3 separate regions of the Mus musculus genome follow, and all the other regions are linked to region 1. Evidence: chromatin contacts called from public HiChIP or PLAC-seq data. All regions are on one chromosome and are shown on one strand. Each heading gives the region's core, a stretch centred on a gene start, on an enhancer-like site or on the middle of the called end of the contact. The rest is flanking DNA. Distances are from core to core; before and after follow the strand shown. Region 1 holds the start of Rest (RE1-silencing transcription factor). Region 2 has its middle 15 kb from the start of Gm34598. Region 3 holds the start of Chaer1 (a long non-coding RNA gene).

What was found. HiChIP or PLAC-seq counts read pairs in DNA pulled down with a chosen protein or histone mark.
Region 2: a contact with region 1 is called in an H3K4me3 HiChIP or PLAC-seq map of the SCID.adh cell line, with 16 read pairs. The contact joins the enhancer-like site here to the promoter of Rest in region 1. A contact is called at or near these places in 6 of 115 datasets of contacts at active chromatin or transcription factors (CD8 T cells, the SCID.adh cell line, bone marrow-derived macrophages and 1 more) and 1 of 9 other capture datasets (pancreatic islet).
Region 3: an H3K27ac HiChIP or PLAC-seq map of embryonic stem cells shows a contact between it and region 1, with 7 read pairs. The contact joins the promoter of Chaer1 here to the promoter of Rest in region 1. A contact is called at or near these places in 1 of 39 promoter capture datasets (embryonic stem cells) and 5 of 115 datasets of contacts at active chromatin or transcription factors (CD8 T cells, bone marrow-derived macrophages, effector CD8 T cells and 2 more).

The regions. Positions count from the first base shown.
Region 1 is chr5:77,264,193-77,267,018 of GRCm38.p6, forward strand. It overlaps Rest (RE1-silencing transcription factor), which reads left to right and starts at 1,302. Exons shown (of 4, transcript NM_011263.2): 1 at 1,302-1,596.
Region 2 is chr5:77,172,340-77,175,163 of GRCm38.p6, forward strand. No RefSeq gene overlaps it. Among named protein-coding and RNA genes, the nearest start is that of Gm34598, 15 kb to the left of the region's middle. Within about 2 kb of position 1,417, at least 9 of the 459 cell types and tissues checked have an H3K27ac peak or open chromatin away from gene starts, as enhancers often do. A contact at or near this core is called in the SCID.adh cell line, where this site is marked.
Region 3 is chr5:77,138,935-77,141,918 of GRCm38.p6, forward strand. Chaer1 (a long non-coding RNA gene) reads right to left here and starts at 1,371. Exons shown (of 2, transcript XR_880410.2): 1 at 1,296-1,371.

The DNA.
Region 1 (2,826 bases), core at 52-2,551:
GTTTTGTTTTTTTTTTTTGAAAGATGGGTTCTACAGCGTGCCAGAAAAGAGGTAAAGGAAAATGTCAGAGAAACCTGAAGCTCTGCTTCCAGCCTCTTAGCACCCACCTGCTGCTACCTCTGTAGTAATGCCAACGAGAGGTTCACACATTTAGATCCGGAAATGCCGGGCCCTGAAGGCGGCCGAGAGCTTTAAACTCTAGCTGGTAGTTCACTAACTACAAATTAAAGGCTACAAGGCCCACTTCCAGGAAGACATTAAAAGCAGGCTAAAAAAGCATTTCAGGTGAGAAGGGACAGGACCTGAGACTCCCTGTCCCCATTATAAGACGTCAGGTACTGAACTGGACTTGGCTTTGTCTCAACCCCCACAAGGACTGATTTTCTCCTGGTTAAGAGTTTGCAATGTGAAAGCATTTTGACCTCATGAAGCTTAAAATTACAGTTAAGCATAAAGATCTGTGTAGGCAGGCACTTAGATTTTGTTTCTTTGATTGAGAAAGGTCTCACTTTGTAGCTATGGCTGGCCTGAAAATTCTTACATAGCACACTAAAGCTTTAAGCTCTCAGCAATCCTCCTGCCTCTGTCTACTGAATTCTGAGTCTGATTGCAGACAAGAGCAATCCCCCACCCCCGGGCCCCCCAATTTGTCAAGTCAATGACCTGGATCTCCTGGTGCTCACGCCTTTCAAGTAGGATTACAGACTTGTGCAGCCAGGGCCGATTTTCGGGTTTTGTATTGTTTTTTAATTTCTTGCACTAGTGTCCCTAAGTAGCCCAGGTTGATCTTGAACTCCGGCCTTTAACTCTTGATCCTCCAGTCTCAACAGCATTCTGAGTGTTGGGATTAACGGCGAGAGCCCACACGCCAGGCCTGAACAGTATTTTTCGAGGCTTCAGCCTTACTTAAGAGGCCAGTGACAATACTTCTCAAGAGGGCGGTCAATGCCTGCACGTTTTTTCCTCCAACAACCCCAATTCTCGTGCACGCCCGGGTAAGGCTGGGGCTAACTTCTGCTATTTGTTTATAAAAGAAAGAAGCTCAGGGAGTAGGTTCCGCCCCTTTAATGAGCCTAAGGCGGGAGTCGGGGGCCGGGCGGATTAGGTAAGTTTCCCCCGAGGCGCGCCCCCAGGCAGGCCAGGAGTCCACTTCGAGCCTCGGGACCGAGGGGCGGGGCGCGCTCGGCGGCCACGCGCGCGGGCGGGGAAGGGGGCGTGTCGGCGGGCGCGCGCGGACGGCGAGGGGGCGTGTCCGGCGGGCGGGCGGGCGGCGACGGCGCGGGCCGGGTGCGCGGCGCAGCGTCCTGTGCTGGAATGTGCGGCTCCCGCGAGCTCGCGGCGCAGCAGCAGAAGACCGAGGAGCGCCGCCGAGGCCGCGGGCCCCAGACCCGGGCGGCCGGGACCGCAGCGACGGCAGAACCAGGGCCGGCGGTCTGATCCCGCTCCGCGATCGCACCCCGGGATCTCGAGGGCCTCGACGCCCAACTTTTCCCCGCTCTCCCTCCCCTCCCCTCCCCCGAAAGTCCAGCAACAAAGAAAAGGAGTTGGAGCGGCGGCGACGCGGGGGTGGCGGACCGTGGGCGCACAGTTCAGAGGGTAGGACGCGGCGGAGCGAGGAGAGCGACGGGGGAGGGCGGCGGGCAGGCGCGGAGCGGCGCGAGGCGCTGTCCAGGGCTGATTTGCAGATACTGTGGCTCGGGCGGCGCGGCGGCCGGGCGGGGGCGGGATCGAGTTACGGAGCGAGTCACGGGCTGGGCCGGGGGCTGGTGCGGAGCGGCGTGGGCATCGGCCCCCAGCGGAGCACGGGGAGGCCCTTCCGCACGGCGCTGAGATCCGGGGCCACGGAGGCCGGAGCGCCGCTGCTGGTGACCGCGGTCCTGAAACTTCCCCCCTCCGCCCTCCCTCCGCCTCGGGCCCAACGCCCCCGGCCCCGCCGGCGTCCCAGGCTCGCCGCCCCCTCCCCCCCAGTCGTAGCAGGGCCGGAAGGCGGCCGCCCCGCTTGACTCAGCCCGGGGCACGGGCGGCGCCGGCGGCAGGCTGGACAGCGATTTCTGCGGCCCGCGCTGGCTCTGCGCAGCGGGGGAGCGAAGTTCGCAAACTTCCGGGCCACGGGGGCGGCGGTGGCGGCCCGCGTGGGGCCCCTCGCAGCGACCGGGGGCCGACAGCCTCGGGAGGGCGCCGCGGAGCCCCGGTACAGGCCCGATCGGACGCGGGTAGCGAGGTAACTTTTCCGCCCAGTCCCGGCCGGGCTAGTGGCGGGCGGCGGGGGAGGGGGCTGCGGGGCCGCGGCCGGCCGGGGAGGCGCCTCTAGGGTGGTGGGCAGCGCGTGAGGTCCGAGCCCAGGCACCGCCCGCGGGTTGGTGGCGGAGAGGAAGCAAGAGGGCCCAAGTTTGCAAAGAGCTGCTTTGTGTTTGGTATTTTGAGAAAATGGCCGAATGCCTATTTCAGTTAGGAATGCCGCCGCCGAGGCCGGCGCTGGTGGCAGCGGCACATAGGAATTCGGTGCAACACGTTGCTCTCGGGCTGTGCTTAGCACAGTCTGCCCGAGAGACGTGGAGATTTCCTTGGGAGTGTGGCTGCCGAGGTGCGTGGGGGAAGCTTTAGAGTGGATGTTGAGGTCCGTTGTGGAATCCGTGGGGCTGTTGAACTAGGGGAGAGCCGTTTCCTGTGATGGCATTCGGGCTCAACTTTTTGTTGGGGCATGTAACTGAGCGAGCGAGTGAGCGGGCGAGCTTGTGTTTTAGACTCTAGGTGAAGCGGCCCGCTTTTAGTATTTTCGGTTTTTAGTTTGTCTTTTAGTACTTTTTTTATTCTTTGCATATCTTG
Region 2 (2,824 bases), core at 167-2,666, 92 kb before region 1:
TGTGTGTGTGTGTGTGTGTGTGTGTGTGTGGTGTGTATAGTGCGAGTGTGTATGGGGGTGTGTGGTGTGTGTGTTGTGTGTGTGTGTGTGTGTGTGTGTGTGTGTGTGTGTGTGGTGGGGGGTGTGTGTGTGTGTGTGTGTGTGTGTGTGTGTGTGTGTGTGTGTGTGTGTGTGTGTGTGTGTGTACCCATGGAATCCCAGAATGTGGAAAGTAGAGGCATGAGAATCAGGAGTTCAAGATCTCCCTCACTTGGCTACATAAAGAGTTTGAGACCAGTCTAAGATACATAAGACCTAGTTCCTCAAAATAAGACAAAACCAAGACAACTGTAGTGTTAAAGAAGAAAGCAAAAGAAAACACACGGATATAGAAATTGAAAGCATTAAGGCTGGCGAGATAGCTCAGCGGGTAAGACCACTGACTGCTCCACATGGTGGCTCATGACCATCTGTAATGAGATCTGACACCCTCTTCTGGTGTGTCTGAAGTTGACTACAGTGTACTTATTTATAATAATAAATCTTTGGGCGGGAGCATGCAGGGTTGACCAGAGTGAACAGGGCCGTCCAGAGCAAGCAGAGGTCCTAAATTCAATTCCCAGCAGCCACATGAAGACTCACAACCATCTGTACAGCTACAATGTAGCCATATGCATGAAAGAAAGAAAGAAAGAAAGAAAGAAAGAAAGAAAGAAAGAAAGAAAGAAAGGAAGGAAGGAAGGAAGGAAGGAAGGAAGGAAGGAAGGAAGGAAGAAAATCTTTGAAAGCATTAAGCTAGCTAAGTGGAGAGGTGTGCATTTTTAATTCCAGCACTTGAAAGACAGCTGCTAGCAGATCACTGTGAGTTTAAAGCCAGCCTGGTCTACATAGTGAGTTCCAGGTCAGCAATGGCTACATAGTAAGACCCTGTCTCTAAAAAAAATTAAGTCAAAATAAAGTAGAAATAAAGATACGGGATAAAATGTTAATGTAGCAAGCTATGATAATGAGGTACAGCTCCAGCAGGAGCCAGTTCTCTTGAGCACTGCCAAAAGGGAACATTTACTGAAAGGGACAGGGGTTACAAGGGTGTGAGGGTGATGCCTAAAACGTGCTCTCAAAACGTAGATGGAGAAGACGGCATTTTATCTCCGTTTATTCAAATAAGCACATCATAGCCAATTCCTAATTACCCAAGAGCAATAGCAAAGACATGACATAAAGTTCACAGCCATGCAGAAAGCAGACTCCTTTGTAAATGAGATGAAAGTAGGAAGGGGGCTATTTGGGAAGAGGAAGGAGACCCTCTGGAGACGGAGAAAGATACAGGACTGAAGGTGTCCTCGTGAAACTTCTTGGCATCATGGCTTCATCACTGCATGCAATGAATATGAGTACATTTCATAATGGAGTTACTTACTGTTCTCACTGCTGCGCTGTGACCAGACATGACAAATATAATGAATAAACATTAGCAATGTAGTTTCTGTTCTCACTGCTACACTGTGACCGGAGACTTAGTAGCAACTTGAAGGAGGAAGAGTTTATTTTGCCTCACAGTTTGAGCATTTACAGTCTGCCAGGTGGACAAGGGATGTCAGCAGAAGTACACAAGACAGTGGGTCACAGTATACCTGCCATCAGGAAGCAAACAGAAGTCTCTACTAGGAGGCCTTTAAGGCTGTAAGGTCTAAGCTCCCTCACCCCCAGTGACCCACTTCCCCCAGCAGAATGCCACCTCCTAAGTATTCTACAACCTTCCCAACTGATTAAACGCATGATCTTGTTAGGGACTGTGATGGCTAATCTTAGTTGTCAACGTGACTATATCTGGAACGACCTAAAACCCAGCAGCTGGTCGGGCCTGTGAAAGATTTTCTTGATTGGATCATTTGAGGCCAGAAAACCCACCTTAGATCTAGACCACACCTTCTGGTAACAGCCCACATAAAAGGACATGAAAGAGGGGAGCTTCTGCTCTTTGCCTGCCTGCCCTCACTCTTGTTGGCAAGTTCATCTGTCCTGCTGCTGAGGCATCCCTTTGCTGAAACTAGAATTACTTAAGATTCCAGTGTAGACTGAAGACCAGCTGAGACGTCCAGCCTCATGGACTGAAGAACTAGCAGATTCTTGGCCTTTCAATCAGGAGACAGTCCCTGTTGGACTAGCCAGACCTTCGCCTGTAAACCACTCCAATAAATTTCCTTTATGTGTGTGTGTGTGTGTGTCCATTCTATCCACTCTGTCCCTCTAAGGAACCCTGACTGAAATATGGACATTGTAGATTCAAATCACAGCAAGTAATAAAAAGGAAAGAAAAATAAAGTTAGCAAATTGTGTTCTCTCAATAAACTCTTCTTGCCAGTCTCAGGGACTTCATCATGGTCTTCATAACTTCTTATGCCCACTGTTCACGAGCTGATAGGATGTTGGTTTGTATCTATTCATTCAATCATACATTCACTGAACAAATAGTTTGTGACCAACTACTATGGGACAGTAGGCTTCATGACATGTAAGACAGAGTGGAAACAATTCTTGTTGCCCTAACTGCAGTTACATTGAATGAGTCACACTGTTTCAGCTGCAGCCAGAGAGCATGCTGCAGTCTGACAGCATATTCAGAGAGATACCACTTCTTCTGTTACGTTAGTCACCAAACATCAGACACTCTCAAGGCAGATAAAGCTAGTTCCCCATCCCCCATCCATCTCTAGTTAGCTCGGATTTCTTTTTATGACATCAGCATCATTTATTGATGACTGCTGCAACCCTGAGTTACTCCAGACCAAAACAACAAAAGTGACACTTCTGTAAGGAAGACGGCTAAGAGACGTTTCTTTCT
Region 3 (2,984 bases), core at 121-2,620, 130 kb before region 1:
CCAGCTTGTCCTGGGAACCCCGTCTCTGCTGCTCAAGTGCTGGTAGTATAGACAGCCATCTTACCTGCCTGGCTGTTTGTACTCATGTTATACCAAAAAGTGATTCATCCACTAATCTATCTTCTTAGTCACACACATAAAATATCTTCACTGCAGTCCCAGACTAGTGTTTCAGTAACTGCAGACTGTAACCTAGTCGAGCTAATGCATGAGACTCAGTGTCATCGGCCTGACTCTGTCCTGCATAGCTGTCCCCTCCCTTGGCTGGAGCCTCCACTCCGAATTGTAGCTAGAGCCTCTTCACTTGTCCCCTGCTTCTTCTCCTGTCCTCTCTGTCCCACCCACTGCCTCTAGCTGCTTTCACCTGAGCAGAGGGAACAGTTGCCAGGTAGAGGGCAAGCAATCAGCCAACGCTCAAATCCTTCGTGGTGGGCAGAACAGCAGTTCCCTGGAGATGCCTAAGTCCTGATCCATGGAGGCCATGGCTAGGTTACAGTCCCTAGTAAAAAGGACCTTTAAAGGGGTGCTTGCAGGCCAGTTTTAACTTAAGGCTGTCCTGGTTTGTTTAAGTGGCCCACTCTGATCGTACTAGTTCCCATGGAGCTGGGGAGACAACTCACAAGCCCGGTGACACAACTTCAATACCCAGAAGCCATATAAAGGTGGGCAGAGTGAAACAATTTTACAGTCCTCTGACCTCCACACACACTGTGGCATCCGTACCCCACCCCTCACCTGCCATGGAGGAGGAAAGTGGATTGCAGAAACCGATATGCTGACCTTGGATATGAAGGAAGAGGGCCAGAAGCCAGCAGCAAGGGGAAGGCAACCTGAGTCCTCTAAGCACTGTCCCCAAATGTCACTAGCAAGACAAAGAAGTAGAAGCCAGCTTCTGAAAGCCTGCTGAGAAGATCTTGAGAAAGTCTTCAAATCATCATATTTAGTAATCCCCGGAGATGTTCTCCTCAAGTTCCCCCTTAACAGTCAAGAGGTTTTTCCTTATGTTTTTTTAATACAGAAATTCTAATAAAGCCACTGGAGAATGTGAGTGACATCACATTCTCAGATTAGACTTTTCTACACTGTATTAGGAAATGTCATCCTAGATGACTTTGGAATTGGTTAAGAATCTTCTAGTAAGAGATGCAGTCATATCAACGGCTTCATGTTGTCCCCTGAGGCCATGCTGGACTACTAGTCTGCAGAATGACAGCAAGCTTTCGTTGTGTCAGTCACAGCCTTGTGGTGACTTGCTGTGGTAGCTTCAGAAAACACACAGCACCCCAGGGGCTTACCAGTAAATGCAGAATGGAGACCCAGCTCCCTCCAGTCCCTCCTCACTCTGAATTCCACAGTGCTTTCCTAGCAGCCCCACCCCCACCCCACCTCGTCCCTCCCCCTGGCTCCACCCCACTGCAGCCACACTAGGAGGAAGTGACATCAATGTGGTCAATGTGCCGATCAGGAGTCAAGACAGTAGCTCTTTAATGTAGCATCAACGTTAATGCAACTCTCTGTGACAACAAACATAAAATATTGAGAGAAGAACGAGATCCAGCCGCAGGACTGGCTCGGCTTGCCTTCTTTGCCACCTCTCTCGGCTTGTCGTCTTTGCCAACTCCTGTAGTTTGTAGTTCGGGTTTCCAGCTTTGCCCTCAGATCTCTACAAGGCTTTCTTTCTCGCTGACTTCATCACAGTTTTATTGTAGTTACTCTTTTCCTCTCCTTTCTTTTCCTTTCCTTTCCTTTCCTTTTTCTTTTTTATATTGAATCTTTCTATTGTGGCCCAGGCTGGCCTCAACTTTCCATCCCCCTGCCTCTGACTTCTGAGTGCTGGGATGATAGGCGCACCCCATCGCACCCAGCCTCAGCTACTTACTGGACCTTTTCTGACCATTTGCTTAAAATCATAGTGGCCCTCACCAGCGTCCTGTCACTTACTGTTTTTCCAGAAGGATGAACATGCCTAATTTATTATTTCATTTATTCACTGCTGTTTCCAGAAATGTCACCTAAAAATCATGCAACACGCGCAATGGTTCAGAAAGTATGTGTGGAAGGAAGAAGGGAGGGAGGGAGGGAGGGAGGGAATAGAAAAAAAGAGCTGAATGTAAAGCAAGAGTACTTTGTCAAGGCGTGTATGTGCATGTGTGCGCGTCTACATATGTGCTTATGAGTGTGTGAGAATGTGTGTGTGTGATTATGTGCACATTCCTGTATGTGAGTGTGTGTAAATATGTGAGTGTATGTGTGTGTGTATGTGAGTGTGTGTGTGTACCTGGATGTGAGTATCTGTTATGTGTGTGTGAATGTGTATGTACTGTGTGAGCATGTAAGTGTATGTGAATGTATATATGTGTATGTGAGTGTCTATATGAGTGTGTGTGTGAGTGCATGTTGGGGGGGGGTAGGGAGGACTTTCTCACTGCATTACTTGAAGGCAGAACTCCCTGAAGAACAGCAGTAAATTTTAGTTTGCTTGCAGAAACATTAATTTATGAGCGAGCTCCGTTTTGTCTCCTCCCTGGGGGGTAGTAAGCACCGGGAGCCAGCGTGTTCTCTTAGATTAACCGGCAGATGTGGACTGGTTCAGTGTTTTCTTTTCTAGGAATTAGCTAAATGCTGTTCCCACTGAAGCGCCAGGAAAGTTTGACTACCTTGTGACTTGTCTCAGATCCGGGGAGACCCAGTCCTTGCAATGTTGGCTTTGCTAATGCCCAGAGATTATATTCTATTCAAGCTGTCTCTCAACCCTGAAAACTAAAAACTCAACTTTGATATTCTCTCTCTCTCTCTTTTATCTATTTTTCTCACTCTCTCCCTTTCTCCCTCCCTCTTAATGAGAAAATTTTAGCAAAGACACTATTTAAAAGTCAGTGATATTTTGTATCATAGAAAATCTTGTTCCTCCTACTTAGAAGAGGTAGTGAGACTGTATTCTTTTTTTTTTTTTTAAGATTTATTTATTTATTATATGTAAGTAC